Regions from separate parts of the Mus musculus genome. Here region 2 is linked to region 1. A link is a contact called in public promoter capture Hi-C data. All regions are on one chromosome and are shown on one strand. Each heading gives the region's core, a stretch centred on a gene start, on an enhancer-like site or on the middle of the called end of the contact. The rest is flanking DNA. Distances are from core to core; before and after follow the strand shown.

The links. Capture Hi-C pulls out chosen DNA fragments and counts their contacts.
Region 2: a contact with region 1 is called in a promoter capture Hi-C map of adipose tissue. The contact joins two enhancer-like sites. A contact is called at or near these places in 7 of 39 promoter capture datasets (the 3T3-L1 cell line, the C10 cell line, the HPC-7 cell line and 3 more), 1 of 15 datasets of contacts at CTCF or cohesin (large pre-B cells), 18 of 484 Hi-C or Micro-C datasets (Sertoli cells, bone marrow, bone marrow-derived macrophages and 11 more), 10 of 115 datasets of contacts at active chromatin or transcription factors (bone marrow-derived macrophages, double positive thymocytes, embryonic stem cells and 5 more) and 3 of 9 other capture datasets (adipose tissue, embryonic stem cells and liver).

What each region holds. Positions count from the first base shown.
Region 1 is chr10:99,169,892-99,175,632 of GRCm38.p6, reverse strand. All of the region lies in intron 10 of Poc1b (POC1 centriolar protein B), which reads right to left. Among named protein-coding and RNA genes, the nearest start is that of Gm34574, 59 kb to the left of the region's middle. Within about 2 kb of position 3,557, at least 212 of the 459 cell types and tissues checked have an H3K27ac peak or open chromatin away from gene starts, as enhancers often do. A contact at or near this core is called in adipose tissue, bone marrow-derived macrophages, double positive thymocytes and 4 more, where this site is marked.
Region 2 is chr10:99,439,088-99,444,828 of GRCm38.p6, reverse strand. It overlaps the pseudogene Gad1-ps. Among named protein-coding and RNA genes, the nearest start is that of Gm34983, 18 kb to the left of the region's middle. Within about 2 kb of position 2,673, at least 76 of the 459 cell types and tissues checked have an H3K27ac peak or open chromatin away from gene starts, as enhancers often do. A contact at or near this core is called in adipose tissue, bone marrow-derived macrophages, double positive thymocytes and 4 more, where this site is marked.

The sequences.
Region 1 (5,741 bases), core at 2,308-4,807:
AAAAGACAGGCTGAAAAGCATAGAGGAACTAGAGAAATCCCTAAAATTGAAATTAACTTGGTAATACTTCCTGTTTATCAAACCTGTTAATGCTTTACAAATTTCTAATAATCAGAAATAAACAAAAGGCCGGGAAGTTGGCTCAGCAGGTAAAGGCACTTGCCACCAAGCCTGACAGCCTGAATTTCCCTGAGCCCCAGAAGGCACAGGGTGGGAAAAGAGAACTGTCTCCCACTACGTATCCTCCGCCTCAGCGTCCATATTCCCATGTGCACGTTCTGCCCTCCAACACAGAAATGTAATGGAGTTTGCTGTGAGACAGCATTCCCTAGTAATGTCAGGAGCTACACGCAGGAAGTTACACTAGCACATCTGCCCACAGATAGGCTGAACAGGGACATGTCAAAGTGGACAGGGAGAAGTCCACGAGGCCCCAATCTGACACAAAGCGCCAGCTGAGGGATGTTGAGAATGCGAGAGGTGTCTGCAAGAAAAAGCACACCAACTTGGCATCCAGGGTCAAAGGGCAGCCCCGAAAACCCACATCCAAGTACCGTGGCATGGACTGAGTAGGTGAGATTAGGGACATATGTGTACACATACATGCACGGGATAACAGTACAAGAGGACATGGATTTGAAAGGGAGTAGGGAGGGGTACATGAGAGAGATTGGAGGGAAGATGTGTGCGCTGGGAACTGAACTCTGGCTTTCTCCTGACTACCGAGACATCTTTCCAGGACATCTTAGATATTACTACAGAGACCAAATATTTGTATACATGTTTCAGAGTGAAATTAATGCTCGGATTCTCTGTTTAAAAGGCTCTATCCTCTGGTCCAACAGCCCCTCATATGGCATAGAGAGGATTTCTTGGAAGCATATCCATGTTCGGAACTGTGCTGTGAAGCAGACTGGCACTTCTGCACGTCACGGTATCTCCTGACAGCAGTCCCTTTAGGCTTTGCAAAGGGAAACCACGACATGGAGACGGCAGGTCAATGGAGTGGAGACTTGCTTCCGAGCCCCTGAGCCTGGAGGAACAGGTCTCTTCTCCAGGATTCTGGATTCTAATAATCCCAGGGTCTGTCTGGAAGACTACATCAACGGGTGAACAATATCTGTTTCTGGCAAGATACAGCACATTTGTCTTGCCTTCTAAGTTTTTCAAGTATCATTTATTCTTTATAGAAAATTTGCTGTAGTAGAAGCAAATATTACACATAACTAAAAGCACATATTACAATGTCAAGTAGAGATCAAACTCTAGCTTCATTATTTGATGACCAGATGGACTTGGGTAAATTACACCAATGAGGTGAGACTATGATGTACGAAGGCTCAGAGAAGGAATTTTGTTCAATGGATAAACACACTTTTTCCTATTACAAACTTAAAATTACACACACACACACACACACACACACACACACACACACAAAACAAATTCTTTTTTTTTTTTTTTTCCCCGAGACAGGGTTTCTCTGTATAGCCCTGGCTGTCCTGGAACTCACTCTGTAGACCAGGCTGGCCTCGAACTCAGAAATCTGCTTGCCTCTGCCTCCCGAGTGCTGGGATTAAAGGTGTGTGCCACCACACCCAGTTCCACAAATTCTTTTTATATGGTATTTAGCGGATTTTCACTGTGACATAGAAAAATATTAAGTTTTGTTCCTTAAATTTTATTTTCAAACAGTTTCAAATTAGAGAAATGTTGCTATAAAAACAACAGAACAACAACAATTCTAATAATAACTTAGATTCTGTAATTTTGTTACAATTGTCATCTAGTTCTCCATCTACACCAAATCTTCTGACAAGTTGCTGGCACTGTGCACTTTTACCTGGATTATTACAATACTGTGTTCTAAGGAAAAGGCCATCCCTGACATAACTATGGCATTACTATGAAAACCAGCAAACTTAGCATTGGTATTCTCATCTAAAATTCAGTCTCTGTTGAATATTTGTCAATTTTCTCCTCTTGGTGGGGAGGTTGAACCTACTCCTCAAGTAAGACAAGCCATTGTCAATCAGATGCTGTAGAAGTGTTCTGGAGAAAGAGTTTCTACATGACCAGGATCCAGTAGAGAATTACACTGCATTAGCCTGCATTTAGCTGTGATTAAACACAGGATTCCACATAATATTCCATCGACTGACATACTACCCTTCTAGGTAACAAACACCTTTTAAAGGACACTTGTTTTATCTTCTTTTCTTGCTGGTTTTGTTACAAACACTGCTGGGATAAGCACTCCTTTGTATTTACATCCTGGTCATCCTTCAGGGTGACTCACTATGTATCATTTAGGGTCTAGCTGAGCAGCAGTAGCTGGAATGGTCGCTTTAACAGGAGGAACTCCCTATAGAGGTTTAGAAGTTTTCTTTAAAGGTGAGAGAAGTTTGGAAATAAGATGAGGTAGCAAATCCATCGACTAACTAACGACCTTTCTAAGGCCGGGGAACAAAGGGAAAGACTGGCTCTCAGATCCTAGACATTCAGAGGGACCCTGTGAAGCAAAACACTGTGTTCCCAAGGAGAGAGGAGGAATGTTCATTAAAAAGACATGTTGGAGAGGAAGAGGAAATGCCTGACATTCCTTCTCCAGCTCCTCTTCAACTTAACACAAACAAGTAAAGAACTGTACTACCAGAACCACAGAAACCCACCCAAAACTGCGATAATTTGGAGAAAGCTTAAAAGTACATATAAAATCGGAGTCTTATCGTTATCTCAAGGGAAGAAAACGAAAATGCCATAGGAATAAAAAAAAAAAAAAAGAAATCAAATTACTCTGAAATATTTGTCAAATGTAAAAGTCCAATCAAAGCATTCTGAAGTTTAAGTCCTGCACTGGCTGCCTGGCTCGGCAATACTGTTCTTTATCTGTGTTTGAGGATGTATGTGTCACATATGAGATCTTCTGTGATGTCTGACTGTCCCCAAAAGAAGGGAACTGACAAGAGACAGAACTAAGCAAGATCTAGTGCTGGCCTCAGTAGCCAAGACAATAAGGTTGTAAATCTCTCGGGATTTCACTAACTGTGAATCTAAGGACTGACAGACAGAAAGTGTACTTTAGCAGGCCACCCCCTCCCACCATGGAGCTCATTGTCAAAGAAGGATCAGGGCTAACTCCTCTATCTAAGCAGTACTCCAAAACTCAAACTCTAATGGGCACCATGCACAGAGGGCAATAAGTCAGGTCACTTTATTGCACAGCCCTGCAGATGGCCCGGAACTCCTCTGGGTGGCCAGGAAGCTCTTCACGCTGACATCCTCCAGGAGACAAGCATTTTCGGAGTGCTACCCCTGAGTAATTAATTTCCTGTGTGAAAGCTCGCTGCTGCCCTTGCATTCCTCAGGGTGCATGTGCTCTCATCTCAGAGGATGTTGCTTTTCCACAGGAAGAGGAAGGAACCAGTTGTCACTGGATGTGTGGGCTGAGCACGGCGGGCATTTTCCGCATGCCTTCGCCTCAGCTGTGGGAACTGGGGACGCAGCTTGGATTCCCGGCCAGAGAGGAGGCTGGTGGTGTCTCTGGGGCAGAGGCACAGTTTAGAAACACAGTACAGCAGGAAGTTAGAGGCAGAAATAAGATCTGCAGCTTCCACACCCGCAGTACCCAGAAATGTGCGCACTTTCTAAAGGGATTTGCAACATCTATTTACTTTGTTAGGCAGCCAATTGCATATTACAAGAAATTCTTTTGTAGAGTTTCCTGTTTTAAAAGATACATTTAACAGAGAAAAAGAAACCTCTCTTGTCACAGAAGTAAAGAAACAGAACAAAGTACTAGCTAACAAGGACAATTTATAAAAATTTGATTTGTATACAGTTTTTGGTAAATTCATTGAATTTTCCTTCCCTGTGACTTTGAAAAATAAAGAAGCTCAAATTAGCAATTTTAGGGGGGAGGGAAATACACCCCAATCATGTAACTTAGACTTCCTGTCATGATTTTTACTGCAGAGTCGATTACTGTAGGTGGGAAATGGCGCTCTTGGCCTACACCATTTTCCTTCACAGAGAGAAATTGAACAAAAGATAATGGGAACTCCACGCAGAGAAAGAAGCCATGCTCCTTTAACACACCAAACATTCCTGTTGGTGCTGCTTTAAAGTCAGTTTCAGAGAGGACGGGGAAGGGCCAGTTCCGCACTGAAGCTTTAGCCGTTTCCCTAACAGGAGGCTGCTGTGCTTTAAGGACAAGGACCTATGGGATCAGGAAAATCTCCGTTTCTGTTTCTTCTGTTTTAAAGACTGTATCTGGAAAAAAGAAAACATGTTTCCTACCTGAAGGAGGCAGGTGGAGATGCAGTACAGGAGCAAGACAGACACCTCAGAGCACCCAGACAGACACCTCAGAGCACCCAGACAGACCCCGAAAAGCACCCAGACAGACACCGAAAAGCACCCAGACAGACACTGCAGAGCACCCAGACAGATACTGCAGAGTACCCAGACAGATACTGCAGAGCACCCAGACAGATACTGCAGAGCACCCAGACAGATACTGCAGAACACCCAGACAGATACTGCAGAGTACCCAGACAGATACTGCAGAGCACCCAGACAGATACTGCAGAGCACCCAGACAGATACTGCAGAACACCCAGACAGATACTGCAGAACACCCAGACAGATACTGCAGAGCACCCAGACAGATACTGCAGAACACCCAGACAGATACTGCAGAGTACCCAGACAGATACTGCAGAGTACCCAGACAGATACTGCAGAGTACCCAGACAGATACTGCAGAGTACCCAGACAGATACTGCAGAGTACCCAGACAGATACTGCAGAGCACCCAGACAGATACTGCAGAGCACCCAGACAGATACTGCAGAGTACCCAGACAGATACTGCAGAGTACCCAGACAGATACTGCAGAGTACCCAGACAGATACTGCAGAGTACCCAGACAGATACTGCAGAGTACCCAGACAGATACTGCAGAGTACCCAGACAGATACTGCAGAGCACCCAGACAGACACCTCAGAGCCACCCAGACAGACACCTCAGAGCACCCAGACAGACACTGCAGAGCCACCCAGACAGACACTGCAGAGCCACCTAAACAGTGCTTGAAAACACACCAACCTGCCCGTTTACTGTAAGCCAACAACATATTTGGTTTTTAGAAATCATATGTGCTAAACTTACAAATCAAATGCAGCCTTATTCGCTGTAGCAAAGTTTAAAAACCTTAAAGAGAACCTGACCTTCTCCAAATGACGCCGTGAGTAAGCCTGGGGACGTAGTACAGGGAGAGGGAAGGAAGGCTGGGTGCCAGCGCCCCGTGACTTACGGGCGCTCCTGCATTATTCTTAAAACTATTTATTTATATTATCTGTGTGGACGTTTACGCTGCATGCAGAAGAAGATGGGTGCCCTGGAACGGGAGTTACAGATAGTTGTTAGTGGTCAATGTGGGTGCTGGGAATTGAACTCGGGTACTTTGGAAGAGAAACCAGTGCTCTTAACATACTCTCCAGCCTGCACGTGCATCTAAAGCTGTCAAAGTTGTACATTTTGGCTGAGGGACATTTGAATTTGCAGACACTGTGTTCTTTCAAATAAGTCCTTCCAAATCTTTGCTTACATAAGCAGTTAGGAACTGAAATAACTCTGAACTAGTTACACAATGTTGTCTAGTAACCAGGATGTACTGTTGCCACAACACCCGTGGAAATATTCTGTCTGCAAGTCTACTCTCCCTGTGTCCGCAGAT
Region 2 (5,741 bases), core at 1,424-3,923, 270 kb before region 1:
GTAACGAGCTGCCATGATGCTGTACATATTGGATATGGCTCCCCCGGGAGAAAATATCCCATCACCATCTTTATTTGACCATCCAATGATCTCTCTCATCTTCTTAAGTGTGATCTGTTCCATGAGAACAAACACGGGTGCAATTTCATATGTAAACATATTGGTATTAGCAGTTGATGTCAGCCATTCACCAGCTAAACCAATGATATCCAAACCAGTAGAGAGCTGGTTGAAAAATCGAGGGTGACCTGTACGAACCCCATACTTCAGGGTGTCTCTACAGTCAACCAGGATCTGCTCCAGAGACTCGGGGTGATCAGACAGCTCCAAATTAAAGCCTTCCATGCCTTACAGCAACTGGTGTGGGTGGTGGAAATCCAAAACCTTGGTGGAGCGATCGAATGTCTTGAGGACATAGTTAAGGAGAATGCCCACCACCTCCAGCAAGAATTGCACAGTTTGCTCCTCCCCGTTCTTCGCTGGAAGCAGATCTTGAGCAAACAAATTGGAGAAGTTGGTCTTTGTGCGCTGGAAGCGGGTACCCGGGTCACCGTTTTCACAGGAAAGCAGGTTCTTGGGGGACTGTCTCTCCCTGAAGGCGCTCACAAGACAATTCTTCTCTTCCAGGCTATTGGTCCTTTGCAAGAAGCCACAGATCTTCAGGCCCAGTTTTCTGATGCATCCACACCAAGTATCATATGTTGTAGGGAGCAGGTTGGTAGTATTAGGATCTGCTCCCGCAGCGTTCAAGGAGGTTGCAGGCGAAGGAGTGGAAGATGCCATCAGCTCGGTGGTCTTGGGGTCTCTATTGTTCAAGAGTCCCCCGCGGACTGGGCGCAGGAACAGGCTTTGTTCAGCCACAGTGAACTGGACCCTCCAGAGATTCCTCCAGGAAGTATCCCCTGCTGGGCTCGGATGCGCCACAGGTGTACGCGCTGGGTGTCACCACAATGCTGTTTCTTCCTTGGTTGCACGATCCCTGGTCCGGCACTCAGGTGTTTTTTTGTTTGTTTGTTTGTTTTTGGTTTTTTTTTTTTTTTAAGAGTAAAAAGAAAAGAAAAAGATTTCAAACACAGAAGACCTCAAAAAAAGTTGTGTCACCCACGGTCCCTTCCTCTGTAACTAATGGAGAGAGTAAACCAAGAAAGAGGAACAAAATAACAGGAACCTGCAAAGACATCTCCAACGTGATGCCATGGTAGAGACTCTGAGGACATAAAAGCATGGGATTCACTTTGGCAGCAGGGAGCACACTGATCCTTTCACAGGCATCCATGATAATCTTACAGAGATTACACAATGTTCCTGAATGCATCCGAAGACGATTCATCATTTTGGCAAAAAGCTTGGGGTTACGTGATCAGATGAAATTAGACAATAAATGAAGCTTTCTGCCCCTGTTAATATTTACATAGAGGACTAATTGTATTTTAAATGTTAAAGAGACTGCAATTATTCACATAAGGATATCAAAAGACTCACAACGTTGACTTCCTATACATCCATGCAGTTGGGAACACACTTCACAAATCATTTCTGGGAAAAGGAGGCAGGAAACCAACCGCCCCAAACAAATTTTTTCAAGCCAAGAAATGGCTTCAGGATAATAAAATTATCAGTCTCGAAATGAAAACTGCTAAGTGTTCAAAAGAACAGCCAGTCCAGATGGAGCAAAGAGGCACCCAAGAGATGCAAAGAGAAATTAAAGTTGACACTTTGTAATTGAAAACATTTTTAAAAGATGACAATGTAAATTGAAGAAATTAGGAACCTTAAGAAATGTCAAAAAAAATGTAAAGCTAAAATGAGCATACCATTCAGTCTGTGAATGCTGTCCTTATGGTATGAATATATAAACACGACTTGTTGACTCATTCTTTCAACCAAACACAAATTATCATTGTTTTTTTTTTTATTTACAACACTGATGGTAAAAATTACATTATTAGGTTTATTGACCAGAATGGCATTGATAAATTAGGCAAAGGAACAGTCAATTTACAAAGGAATTATAGTAACCATCAAAAGCCTATTTTAATGAAGAACAGTACCAATAGCTATCTCTGATAAGGTTGTTTCTTATATTTCTGTATACTAACTGCCCAAAAGGCCAACCTTCTAAAGAATCAGCGCTGAACACGAACAACAGTGAATACTCAACACCTGCTCCTTTAGTTAATAGTCCATAAAAAATGGTTTTATGATATTTTACACAAAATTATAGATGAGTCAGTCTATGTACTGACAATATTCATTAGCATAATACCCCACACCACACACATTACAATAGTAAATGCTTGCTTGAGAATAAGTTCACAGACAGCTTAAATGCAGAATCAGTAAGTAACCAGTTCCCTACTGTGTGCAAATTAATTCCCTACTTAATGCTCACAGCAATAGGAAAACACAGGAGCTTGGCCACTTTAGGAAGGGACTTTAAACCTAACTGGTGAAAGACATATGAATAAAATAGATCGCTGGGCCCCTAGGCACATCCTAAGGAAGATGCTAACAGAATAAAACTGGCAATTAGTGAACATTACACATTGTGTTCCATTCGTTCTGCGTGAAAATCAAACAGAAAAGCGCTCGAGAAGTCCATAGTGCAGTCCTCATTGTGACATGTCCTGAAAGGAACGTAAATCATTTTCTTTAACAGCACTGAGCTTGTTTGTTTTGTCGGATTGCCCACTCTAGTTCTTGAGAAATAATGACCACAGCTCCTCCAACGGCCTGCAGCGTTCTCTAAGGTTCCATGGGAGAGCTTTCCAGATGAGATTTAAACAAGCTGAGGTTTAAACACAACGTGGTAGCCAAGGCTGCCATTTTAACCTTTTAAATAATACTTTTTCGCTAGCATGCTATCACAATACTATCATAATGTTTAATAAACAAAACCTCAGCAGAGCTTTATGCTAGCTAGTGCTGGGTGCATTGACTTGGCATTTCCAACTTGACTCAGGTTTCAGTTGATCTCAGGAGGAAGATTTCTCCTACAGCCAGGGTACCCACAAGACAACAAGGTGATTGCTGAGACCTCCCATTCGCAAATACATCTCATGCTGATCACAATTTGTTTCATGATGTATAAAGAGACGAAAATAATACAAAAACAAATAAGATGATAAATACTCCATACAAATCATGTCCCAGCGGGTCTCATTTCACGTCTTCTGATTACAGCATTGGTTCGTTCGGTTTATCGGCTTTGTGATGAGTGAATTTGTTGAAACTGAACTCATGAAGTTACTTCTACTGCTAACATACCTTCTACCCGAATACAGCGTAGTGTTATGAGATATTTTTTGAAGGGAATTTCTGGACAACTAAATTCCACTGGGAAAGTTGTTCTGCGAAATCCTTTCTAGATCAACAAGATTATGCGTCTCTGAGAAAGGCTCCAGTCTACAACAGAAACACCGAACCATCCTAGGGTTTCTAGCCTATCGAGCACTCTTCACACCAGTAGGGCCACCAGCAGAGTCAGCCTAGGGTGCAGTATGGTCTTCCTCTTCCCACTGGGTTTTGCACAACACCTGCGAGTTAATCAGGATGTTTTGGGGTGTGCCTGCACTTCTCTGTCAACATCTCAGCTTTGGGCAGATGCCAGCCTGTAAGAGATTTTCATCTTGAGGCCGCTTCCTTTCTTGCAACACTGGTTGGACTGTTGCCAAAATCATCAAGCTACCGAGGGAACATCCCTTTTTACTTACTCCCATCCATTTCTGGATCAAAGAACCAGCCCTGAGTGCTACGACTGAAGATAGGCTTTTTTCCCCCACTCCTTCTTATTAATTACTCAACTAAAACAATCCTCACTAATCTCATTAGTCCCTTCTTTTTGACATGTTACTATCTCAGTACTGAGTTCATCTCAAGGATTTCTGCTTTGGTTTTGTTTGTTTGTTTTGCTTTTCGATTAAAGAAGAACGGAATGATTTAGGGCTACAATAATACTTATCATTCTATGAATATTCAGGTCTTTGTTTCTACATAGAAATAACAATGCAATTTCAATGCCTAATGACTATGGCAGTTTGTGTGTGTGTATGTGTGTGTGTGTGTGTGTGTGTGTTTGTGTGTGTGTGTGTGTGTGTGTGTGTGTGTGTGTGTATACCCACGGAGGCTAGAGATGGACATTGTAATTTTGCTACTCTTATGAATCATAATGTATATATGTGACATGCAGGGTATCTGATATGTGACCCCCATGAAAGGGTCATTAGACTCTAAAGGGGGTTGCAATCCATAGGTCAAGAACCTCTGTTTTACGCCATACTTTTGAAACAAGATCTCTCACCAATCTTGGGGCTCCATGATTTGGAACCCAAAAGTTCCAGGTCCCTTCCTCTTCCCATCCTAGTCGCTGGTTCCTGGCACTCTGATCACAGTCACAATCTATTTACCCAGCTTTATACGTGGGTGCCAGGAAGCTGAACTCAAGTTCTCATGCTTGCCAAGGCTAGCACTCTGCTAACTGGATTCTCCATTCCTCATTGCAGCATTTGTAAATATTAATCTCCACACATGCCGTGTATTTACTGACGCCAATGTAATGAAAATTGAAGCAACAGTGAGAATGGCCAAACCCCAACACACTGACAACTATAAATTGCTACAAAAGTGTGGACCACAAGAACTCATTTATTGTTGGGACAATACAAAATAGTACCATCATGGTAGAAGACAGTTTGGCAGCTTCGTGCAAAACACAAACTGTATGATACACCAGTCACTCTTTGGTGCTCAGTAAATGGAGTTGAAAACGTGTGTTCATGCAGGAACCTGAGTATGAATGTTCCACACTCAGTGGAACAAAGCTTAGATGCAGTCCCTCATCAGTGAATAGATAAATTCTGATACATAGAGTGGGGATTTACTCAGTTGTTTTAAAAAAAAAATGAGCCAATACCAAGCTTAGAATGCAGTTCAGTGGGAGAGTTCTTGCCTAGCATATCGAAGGCTTAGGTTCCGCTTCCTAAGGCTACAAAAACAAAACACTGGAAAAAAAAAACATGGATGCATTAAATGCATAGTGATAAAGTGAAAGAAACCAACATGAAAGGGTGCGTCCCATATGATTCCAATGTGATGTCATTCTGGAAAAGACGAAATTATTTAATAGGATTAAATAAATAAGTCGGTGGTTTTATAAGGACTAAGGGAGAGAAAAATAATTACACAGACCTCAGATGAGTATATTTGCAATGAAAACTCTGTCTGATGCTATTTGGCACATTAATGTTGTTATATATTTATCCAAGCCTATGTTTAACAGCAAGTGAACTCAAATGTAAGCTATAGACTTGGGGCAGTTACATTGTTCTATGTAGGTTCATCATTTGTAACAAGTGTACCATGTTGATGAGGGATGTTGATATTGGGGAATATTGATCACTGTGCCTGTGAAGGGGTGTTAGGAGAGAAAGTGTGGGGGCATACATGTTCTCTGTAGCTTCTCCTAGTTGTAAGTGTGGAAATTTCCTAGAAATCTAAACGTGAACCACCGGATCCCGCTCAGTACTTAGATACTAACGAAGAGTTTTATCTTAGCTTATGCAGTAGGGACTTTTCTCTTGGTTGAACCTGAGACCTTGATTGAATCTAGGAGTCAACTTCTTAATGCACTAATATATCAGGATGGAGAAAGTTTTTCTCTCCAAACAATGGCTCAGCATACTAAAAGGGTCAATCTAACCTGAGGCATGCTATCCAAGGAGGGCATAGCCTCCTGAACATAT